2 separate regions of the Mus musculus genome follow, and region 2 is linked to region 1. The links are chromatin contacts, called in public Hi-C maps. All regions are on one chromosome and are shown on one strand. Each heading gives the region's core, a stretch centred on a gene start, on an enhancer-like site or on the middle of the called end of the contact. The rest is flanking DNA. Distances are from core to core; before and after follow the strand shown. Region 1 overlaps Opcml (opioid binding protein/cell adhesion molecule-like). Region 2 overlaps Opcml (opioid binding protein/cell adhesion molecule-like).

Evidence for each region. A called contact is a pair of places that touch in the nucleus more often than the background predicts.
Region 2: a contact with region 1 is called in a Hi-C map of cortical neurons, with 4 times the contacts expected there. The contact joins two enhancer-like sites. A contact is called at or near these places in 9 of 484 Hi-C or Micro-C datasets (the HL-1 cell line, cerebellum, cerebral cortex and 2 more).

Annotation. Positions count from the first base shown.
Region 1 is chr9:28,259,669-28,264,408 of GRCm38.p6, forward strand. The region is part of intron 1 of Opcml (opioid binding protein/cell adhesion molecule-like); the gene reads left to right. Among named protein-coding and RNA genes, the nearest start is that of Gm39313, 130 kb to the right of the region's middle. Within about 2 kb of position 1,918, at least 14 of the 459 cell types and tissues checked have an H3K27ac peak or open chromatin away from gene starts, as enhancers often do. A contact at or near this core is called in cortical neurons, where this site is marked.
Region 2 is chr9:28,566,676-28,571,415 of GRCm38.p6, forward strand. The region is part of intron 2 of Opcml (opioid binding protein/cell adhesion molecule-like); the gene reads left to right. Among named protein-coding and RNA genes, the nearest start is that of Gm39313, 170 kb to the left of the region's middle. Within about 2 kb of position 2,901, at least 44 of the 459 cell types and tissues checked have an H3K27ac peak or open chromatin away from gene starts, as enhancers often do. A contact at or near this core is called in cortical neurons, where this site is marked.

The DNA of each region.
Region 1 (4,740 bases), core at 668-3,167:
GTGTTTTATACATAGAATTATTAGACACAATGCATAAATTAGCTCCTGGCTGTATGTCCAAGGCATATAGAAAACATAAATAAATGTTGTGCATAGACTTGGGTTCTGTCCTGAGAATGCCTCTTATGTATATGCAAATATTCCGGATTAATCTTTCAAAACCCTGAAATCCAAGCACCATGGAGGAGTGACCCTCAGCTTGCCATGCTCCATCTGCCCAGGAGAGGGAACATGTGTGCAGCCACTGTGTACAGCCCTTGGCTTGAGCTCTCGCTCTCGGCCACCCTCAACTGGGGACAGTGCCCTGTAGATGACCCACCTTGCAAGGATCGGTGGGATTCAGATCTCCCAGGGACACAAGCAAGGGTTCATTTATGGTGACGGCAGCAATGTGCTTCCTCCCCAAGCTCTGGTCCCTTCCCACTGGCTTGGCCTGGTGGGCTCCTGAATGGAATTTAGATGCACCAGTGCTAGATTTGCTCAATACCATGGGACCCAATCCAGACCTGCCCCAGACTCTTCAAGGGTCAGATTTTGAAACTATGCAGTCTGGGGCTGGTGAGATGGCTCAGTGGGTAAGAGCACCCGACTGCTCTTCCGAAGGTCCAGAGTTCAAATCCCAGCAACCACATGGTGGCTCACAACCATCTGTAACGAGATCTGACGCCCTCTTCTGGTGTGTCTGAAGACAGCTACAGTGTACTTACATGTAATAAATAAATCTTAAAAAAAAAAAAAAAAAAAAAAAGAAACTATGCAGTCCTACCCTCCCATAGCTAACTCCTGCCTGCTCAGCTCCAGCAAGATGGTGGGGTCACCGGCTCTCAAGTAGCAGACTTAAGTATTTTTCTCTGCTCTTTCTCTCCAGGTGATGCCACAGGGTCCTCTCAGTGGCCCTTATGCAGGAATGTTTCATCATCAATGCAGTCTCCCCTAACCCTGGACAAATACCCACCTCTATTCTTTCATTTCGTTTTGTTTTGTTTTGTTTTGTTTTGTTTTGTTTTGTTTTGTTTTGTTTTGTTTTTGAGACAGGGTTTCTCTGTGTAGCCCTGGAACTCACTTTGTAGACCAGGCTGGCCTTGAACTCAGAAATCTGACTGCCTCTGCCTCCCAACTGCTGGGATTAAAGGTGTGCGCCACCACCGCCCGGTCCCACCTCTATTCTTTACTTACATGGTCCTTGTTACAACAGTTAAGTAGTTTTGTCTTCTACTTAGGCTTCTTGGTAACTGCTTTATCCTTGTGGCCATAATATTAAGTCCACAGCCGGAATCTGGGTCTATTTTGTTCAAAGTCTCATTGTCAGTACATAGTAGCCTTCTAAGAAATGAATGAACCTCTAAGAGTGAATGAATGAAGCCCGGCTTACACACTCTACTGAGTCCACACCAAGCAATGCACCTGCAGAGGCTGCAGAGAAAAACTCTAGCTTGCCCTTCTAGGCATCTCCCTCAAATCACTTTTCCCAAGTGCCTCAATGTCCCGTTCATCTTTTTTCCATAAGAAGCAGTTATGGGGAGAGTTCAGGAAAGGGTCTCGGGTACTATGCCCATGGCATGGCATACAGGCTCTCTCCCTCCCAGGGGCAGTTTAGGATGTAGAGAGGCTATTTCAGGGTCATGGCCTCTCAGTAACAGGTCTCTGAAACACAGCATGTGGTAAGATCTAGCCCAGAGTGACTTCACATCAGTGGCTGACTTCTTGTTCTTTCGCCACAGGACAGCTCTTGGCATAGCTTGAAGGAACAGAGGGCGACTGCCTTCTAGGAAGGAGGGGCCCACCAACACTGTGCTCTGAGTTGTTTTGCTAATAGACTGTGACATTCCATGATCACTGTGAAAGAACTCACTTGCAACAGGAAGCTGAGAGGGAAGGGTGAGTTACAGTACCAAATCATAACCACCAGATGGCGCCAAATCTCCAGAAATGAGCTAAGAGATGGAGCAGGCAGTGCATCTTTTTCTGCAGTTTAGAGGCCGCCCATCCCTGACTGCTTTTCTGCCCTTTCAACTACACAGCCCTGCAGAGTGAGCCAGTGCCGTGTCCCCACTCTCCACCTATCTTCCCTCTACTCTTTAATGAAACCAGGACTCTTTGCTTCTTTGTGTTTTGTTCCCCACAGCAAGCCCCAAATGAGGTGCCTTTATCTTTCAGCCCTTGCCCTGACTGACACGTTCAAGCCAGCAAACCTGTTTACAGCTTGTCTGATAAAAAACATCTAGGAAATTCTTCTCAATGCAGGAACTGCCTTGAAGATATGTCCTATATTAATAGATAGAAAACACTGGGCCAGTGGTGGTAGTGGTGGTTTCAGGGGTGGTAGTGGTGGTGGTGCTGGAGGAGGAGAAAGAGGAGGAAGAGGAGGAGGAAGAGGAGGAGGAGGAGGAAGAGGAGGAGGAGGAGGGAGGAGGGAGGAGGGAGGAGGGAAGTGTTGCTTGAGAAAGAGACTGAAGAAAAGCTCACATCAGAAAAGTAAGAGCCACAGACACCACGAGTGCCTGACAACATGTGTTTTCCTACAGAGGTGCCCCACAGGGCAGACAACATCAACACTGTGAGAATCCTGCAGGCCCCATGAGACACAGCTTTACAAGGCCTTTTGTACATGTTCTGTGGCCTTTCTCCTTTTGGACACAATGTGAATTTGTCCAGCATTCTTGGTTTGAGGAAGGGAGAATAGAGGCCTGGAGAAGAAAGGCCTAAGAGCACAAACTGCTTTTTGATCTCTTGCTTTCTTTGCATGACACAAGTTATCCATCACATACTAGAACCCTTGCCACTGTGATTAATGCTTATAGACTAATTTACAATTCTTCCTTTCATTTTTGAGATTATAATATAATAACATCACTCCCCTCTTTCATTTCCACCTCCTAAATGCTGCCATAACTCCTGTTTGTTCTTTGAAATCTGTAGCTTCCTTTTTCATTAATTGTTGTTACATGTATGTGTGTGTGTGTGTGTGTGTGTGTGTGTGTGTGTGTGTGTACTATTTCTCCCACTCTCAGCATGCTTTAGCTGCCCAAGTTCTCTATGTAGGGTTGAGTCCTTTTGCCCTCCCCCAACCCCGTCTCTGTCTCCTTTGGCATGTCTGTTGTTGTCCTTGTTCAGCCTGTATTTAGGCAGTCACATTGGTGACACTTTATGAGCATAGGAGACATTCATAAGAGACATAATCTTACAGCAAACTCCCTGTAACTGTGCCTCTTCTTTCACAATGACCCCTGAGCTTTAGTTGTGTTTAGATTTATTCACTGGGCTCCACAACTCTGCATTTTGATTGGTAGTGCTTTTCTGTAATGGTCTCTGTCTGTTGCTAAAAGAGTTTCTTTGATGCAGGGCAAGGACTGAGCACGTGGACAGATAATTTAGATTCTGATGAAGATAGCTGCTGGTTTAGTGAAGTGGTTGTTCTAGGTTCTCCATCTGTGACTTGGGAGAGCATCCAGGAGAGGTGGCTATGCCTTCTGGGATGCTGTTAGCTCTATCCTAGGTCTTAGTTACATGGAGACTATGTGCGAGGTCAGGAGACCTCATCTGTGGAGAAGCATGGAATAGAGATGTAGTAACTACAGAGGTTGTGGCACTTTGGGCCCAGGATTTTATCCAAACCCTTTACTTGATCCTGGAAACAAATGCCAGAAGCAAGAAGAAATCTAAACCCCTGTTTTACGAGAGGCTATCATTTGTAAATTTAATTGTGCTGTGCTTCTTCTCATACCTAATCAGTCAGGGTCTAAGAGAGAAGACGCACATAATGGCATTGATATTGACTTGACCTATATCCAAAGAGCCAGGACCCGTGAGACTTAGGTGAACAAGGGCCATCCGAGAACCATAAACTTTCCTCCACTGAGGTTCTAATGAAGTGCAGGCTTGAAGAGGCAAAGAAAGTCAGCTAGACTCAGGGTCAGAGTATAGAAGCGTTGTGGAGTAAGGTCTGAGGACGGGATATTTGAGGCCCCCTCTCCTGACAGTGAGAACTTTTACCAGGCTTTGGACAATGTCAAATGTGCCTGTCTAACAGACACTCAAAGGTGTCTACATCCACTTAGAACATCTTTCTTGTAGACAACCATGCCCCTTCTGTGGGATCCCCACAGGATTTTAATGAAATTCTTAGATCTGTTTGATCTATACTGAGGAATTTATTTTTCTCTTTCTGTGCCATTTGTTCACGTCCCTGTGTATACTTGGACAAAACCAAAACCAAACCAAACCAAAAATGAAGAAGAAATGAAATTGAAGGTATTCTCTAATTCCACTTGGAGAAAAGTTTTCGTAAGAAGAGGTGAGAAAACCCCTTTTCCCCTTTGCATAGCGCATTAAAATAATTTATGGAGAGCGGCTCCCGTTCACCTACGGAGCTGGTCAAGATGAGAGGATAAATCTTTAAAAGAATAATGTTTTCCGAATCAGGTTCCTTGTCCTCAGAGCCTTTGATGTATGAGTGTAATAGTAGGCAGGACACATAGTGAAATATACATGAGGCCTCTTGAGGGAAGAGCAGCAGAAGGGAGGAAATATCAGTGTTTACAGCAAAACTCAATTGAAACACTCACTTCTAGATGATAGTTTATTACATTGCAAGCAACGGAGCTCAGCAAGGATGTCCTTTCCTGTCTGTCTTCAGGACTCCAATGCCTGCCCTACTCCATCCCCACATCTCACTCCCATTCTATACGAGGTCAAAACATAGCCTCTTTATTACCCACTTCTCATCAGCAGGCTTCAGAT
Region 2 (4,740 bases), core at 1,651-4,150, 310 kb after region 1:
GACACAAAGAACTACAGATAACTAAAGACTGCTGAGAAAGGCAAAATGTTCTTCTCCAGGGAAGAGGCCACCAATACATTTGGGTATCCAATACAAAATGGTCAGCCCTGAGAACATACGTACAAGTATGTTTATATAGGCTGTTCAGGATGTACTTAAGTATTTAGAAACATACATATAAACTGTTAATGAAAAAAGAGGTCGTGGATTTGAGAGTAGAGTACATGGGAAGTTTGGAGGGTAAATGATATACTTCTATTATAATCTCAGAAAATAACAAGGAATATGTTTTGTAAAGGACTTCCTAGTTCCTTGCTGCATGTGGCTGTAGTTCCTTGCTTATGGCTGCTATGCACACTGCCATGGAGATACATAAACAAGTCTTATATGAAGCACCAGAGTCTTTAGAGAAACAGGGCAGTGATGAAAGACATAAGGGTTATGTCCTGTTTTCCTTTCTTGATTCTTTAGGAAAATACCCTGGCAAAAGCAATTTCAGGGAAAATGGGTTTGTTTGAACTTTTGGTTCAAGGTACAGTCCGTGGCGATGGGGAAATCCAGGCAAAAGGAGCTTGAAGAAATTGTCTCCCTCACACCCATACTCAGCAAACAAAGAGAAAATGAATGGAGGCTCATCTACCTTTCTCCATTTTATACAGACCAGAATTTCCTGCCCAGAGAATGACCCTGCCTATAATTAATATGGGTTTACCCTGTCAATTAACATAATCAAGATAATTTTCTACAAGCATGCCCAGAGGCCCTCTTCCCAGGTGATTCTAGACTCTGTCCAGTTAGCAATTAACCCTAAATATCACAGACACAAGATATTAACAGTGGGAGAACAGCACAGAAAAGGGGACCAGTTTATCTTACCTGCTAGCTGGACATGGTGACACACACCTGTGACCCAGCACCTACAGAGTGGAGACAGGAGACTGACAGTTTTGAATGTCATTCAAATGAATTTTAGAAACCATAACTCAAAAAGAAAACGAAATCTGCTTCTTGGAAATAGTCGTCTTGTTAGTTGAAATTATTATCTAATGCATTTTTCATAGAGAGCCCCTCTTTCAAACTTTGAGGTTATATATAGATGGGGAGTTTAATCCCATTATAGAAGTAGAACACAAGGATCACCAACGCTTTGGCTGCGAGGGCCCAGCCTCAAGGGATCAGACGTTTTTAAGTGCCAAGCTCTAGATCTCAAGCTCAATGTCCTACCTCATCATCTGTTTGTTGCAGTGCCTATTGTTGTGGGCCAGGGCTTGTGTGATAAGCGGAACAACCTGTAGTCTATGTACTGTATCTTGAGCGGTAGGTCAGTGCTTACCAGCTATGTAGCTATGTTGCTTACTGCATTAGTAAAAAGTAATAGAGTTAAGAAGTGGGGCTTCTTACAGTGCTTGGATGAGATCAGCAGGATAAGCTGAGTGGGCTGCATATTTTGAACTTCCCAAAGATGCATTTGTATGAGATAACATTATAGGAGAGTGGTCCTTACCCTTCCCAATGCTGCAACCCCTTCCTACAGTTTCTGATGTTGTGGGGACCCCCAACTATAAAATTACTTTTGTTGCTATGCCATAGCAATAACTTTGCTACTGTTATGAAACATAGTGCTAGTATCTTTGGAGATAGGATTTGCCAGAGGGGTTGTGATCCGCAAGTAGAGAACCACTGTTTTAAGGAGGATCTTTGTTAGCTTGGGCCCTGGAGAAACTTAATGTTTGAGTTAAAGCCTATTTAAAATGGGCCACATTATAGGTAAAATGGGACAGCATGATACAATATCTACACAGGCAGGCTGTATTGTAGGATGAGATCATTGAACGTCAAATCTTTCCAGTTCCACAAGGACCGGGGATTAGTGAGAGCCACTAAGGACAGTCTTCTCTTCCTCTGTATTCCCAGGAGTCAAATAACATGTGTGTGGCAAGAATCTGTTTATTCAGAACGACTATGGAATCGACAGAATTATTTCTAAATACGTTTAAGCCCAGTGGACTCCCTTAAACCTGTTGTGACACAGTCACAGCCACGAGAAAGGAAGAGGGGACACAAAAATTAAAGAGATAGAAGAAACAGAGAGCTTTCAGAAGAGTTCACAGACAATGGCTGAGCATGTACCACCCAAGGAGAGAGGATCAAAGTGAGTTCCCTGTGAATCAGGCTCCAAGTTTGATTTTCAATCGTGAAGAAAGTTCTAGAATGTGGGTGCAGAGCAGTTTCTACATAGAGCGGGCTCACCAATGTGAAGGTTAATTATGAGGCAAGAAGATGCCCCCATGAGGTGAGGTTTTCTGTGGCTGCTTTTTGTTGGCATCTCCAGGAGAGTGCGAGTACAGAAGAGGCCCTTTGATAGCCACGTTGGCAGCCGTCGACTCTCCCTGTGGTCCAGCAGGTTAATGTACCACTGCCAGCCCTCCAGAGTGAGGCAATCAGAAGCACGGCTTGATAGAAATAAAATGCAGTGTGGGGCTGAGAAGGGAAGTCTGCAGTTGGTAGCTCAGCTCCTGGCAAAACCCTCCTCCAATCAAGGCTTCCCTGGAAGGCAGTATTAGCAGAGTGGCTTAGGGGCACCTGTGATGCTTAGATTAATCTCGCCTTTTTGTTTTCTTTCCGGTCTATCTGGGCACCGCTGAGTGCAAGAATTTATGTTGGCTTCCTTCCTAGAAGGGAGCTACAGGCTGCAGAAAGAGGAAGTGTCATCATATGTCACCTCTCCCAGTGTCTCTGTGGCTGTCAGTCTGTCGCTCTGCCCCTCCTTGCCCATCAGCTCTCCTTTTTACATTCTCCTGTGATGTGATGCTGTGTCTCCCAACAGAGCAATGGTAACAGCACTGATACCCCACCCACAAAGGCGCTTTCTTCTCTTCTGGTATGTCAGCTCAGGCTTTCTAGAGGGAAATTAAGTGACTGGAAGGAAAGGGAACTGGGGCTTTGATCAGATGTCACTGTGGGGCCAAAGCTGCTTCCCACCCTTTGCAGACATCTGTAGCAAGTTATCTAATGTCATGGGGACTATCTTTAGGGGCTATTTTTGAAATGTTAAACAACCACTATCCCACAGTGCCTTGCAGCATTTGATTTAAGCAGTAGAGTCATTTTCTGAAAAATAAAAACCTCAGTGTAATGAACTAGTGGATGGACTCCTACTGTTTAGGAATAGAAAGGCTAAAGAAGTTTACAGTCGGTACTCCTCACTTGGGGACCACAGCACACACACCATCCTGGGGGGTGGGGTAACAGGGATCACCTACCCCATATGCATAACCTTCTCGGTGGGTGAGTGGGTGGGTGTGTAGGTGGGATAGCAGATGTTGCCTAGCCCCAGAAGTTTTTCCATTGGAAGTCAAAGGCTGGATTTTCTAAATTGTTGGAGTGGCTCTTTCCCAGCACATATCTGACTATTAATCACCATGGCATGCTGAACAGCACTTGTGACTTTTTTTCATGTTCTTTCCAGACTGGTTGCAATTAGGTTATGCTTTTAGATCTTAGAGCTTTGATAATAAGGTTCTTAGTATTCTGGAGAAGGGCTTAGGCGAAAATAGTGCTTGCTAGTAATTTCTTCCTATTTTTGCTGGGTCCAGTGGCAGAGGAGTGAATTCGGGGTAGTATCTTATTTCCCCCAGTATGCCAATGCCTAGCAAAACAGCAAAGGCCTTTCAGACCTAAGAATCAGTATCCTAGAAAATGCCATCTACCCTTGAATGGAACGCTGGCATGCCAAGGAGAGGTCTGGGCATAGAGGTGGGGTGGGGGGGTGGGTGGAATACAGAAGCAGAGATCCTATTCCTGTCCTCTATTCTGGCTGCTTCCACATTCCGCTGAGCTGAGCCCAGCCATGCTCCATTTATAAGAAGCAGCGTGCTAGTGTCTATCTCATGTGCTGTTAAATAGATGTGAGATGTCACCCCTATTTATTATTACAGCAGAAAACTCTTGCCTGAAGAGTCACCTTGATGAGACATGGGTTCTGGTGAAGAATCACAACCTGAAAGCTAGAGAAGCATAAAATAGAGCTTGGAGTTGAGACACTGCGAGTTTTCATTGACTTTTTATGTGGCCTTTTGGAGAATTAGATTTCCATTTTGTTATTGTTAATTGATGGAGTTTCGCAGATTTACTGGGAAATAGGGCATAGGCAGAAAATGTAGTCTATGTGAAAGGTCTCACACAAACTTTTACAGGGATGAGAGTGTTCAGAGGAAGACAATGGGATTAATTGCACCTCCTCTGTTTCTCACTGGTGCCTTTTTATGGCTCCAGAGCCAGTAATAAGAACCATTGGTACATTAAACTGCATTTTTCTTGTTGAATTATGGACTAATTGATTTATTACAGACGTGGCCTTTCCACTTTCTGTTTCTGAGCATCCTGCGATGAGGCTTGTTACCTTCTTGGCCCTATTTATGCTTCCCCATCGTGCAAGGAACTGGAAACTTAGCACTCAGCAGATGGGGGGAGATGCGTTCTGTAGATATCAAAGCTTTGTTGGTTAAGTGCCACTCTCTTCTGAGATGGATATCTCCCAAGACCCTGATAGTTTTGAAATATGCTCTAAATAACCTCTTTTTCCATGTCAACACAGGGATCAGTGGAGAAAGGTTATTTTCAGTTGCCTTCAAGGTTAAAGTTGGTTACTCTTCCAGATGGCAATTCTCTGGTTCTTGGGATTATGATACTGAGCCTCCCTGTGATCAGGACTCCTTGTACCAAGGATATCAAGAAGTG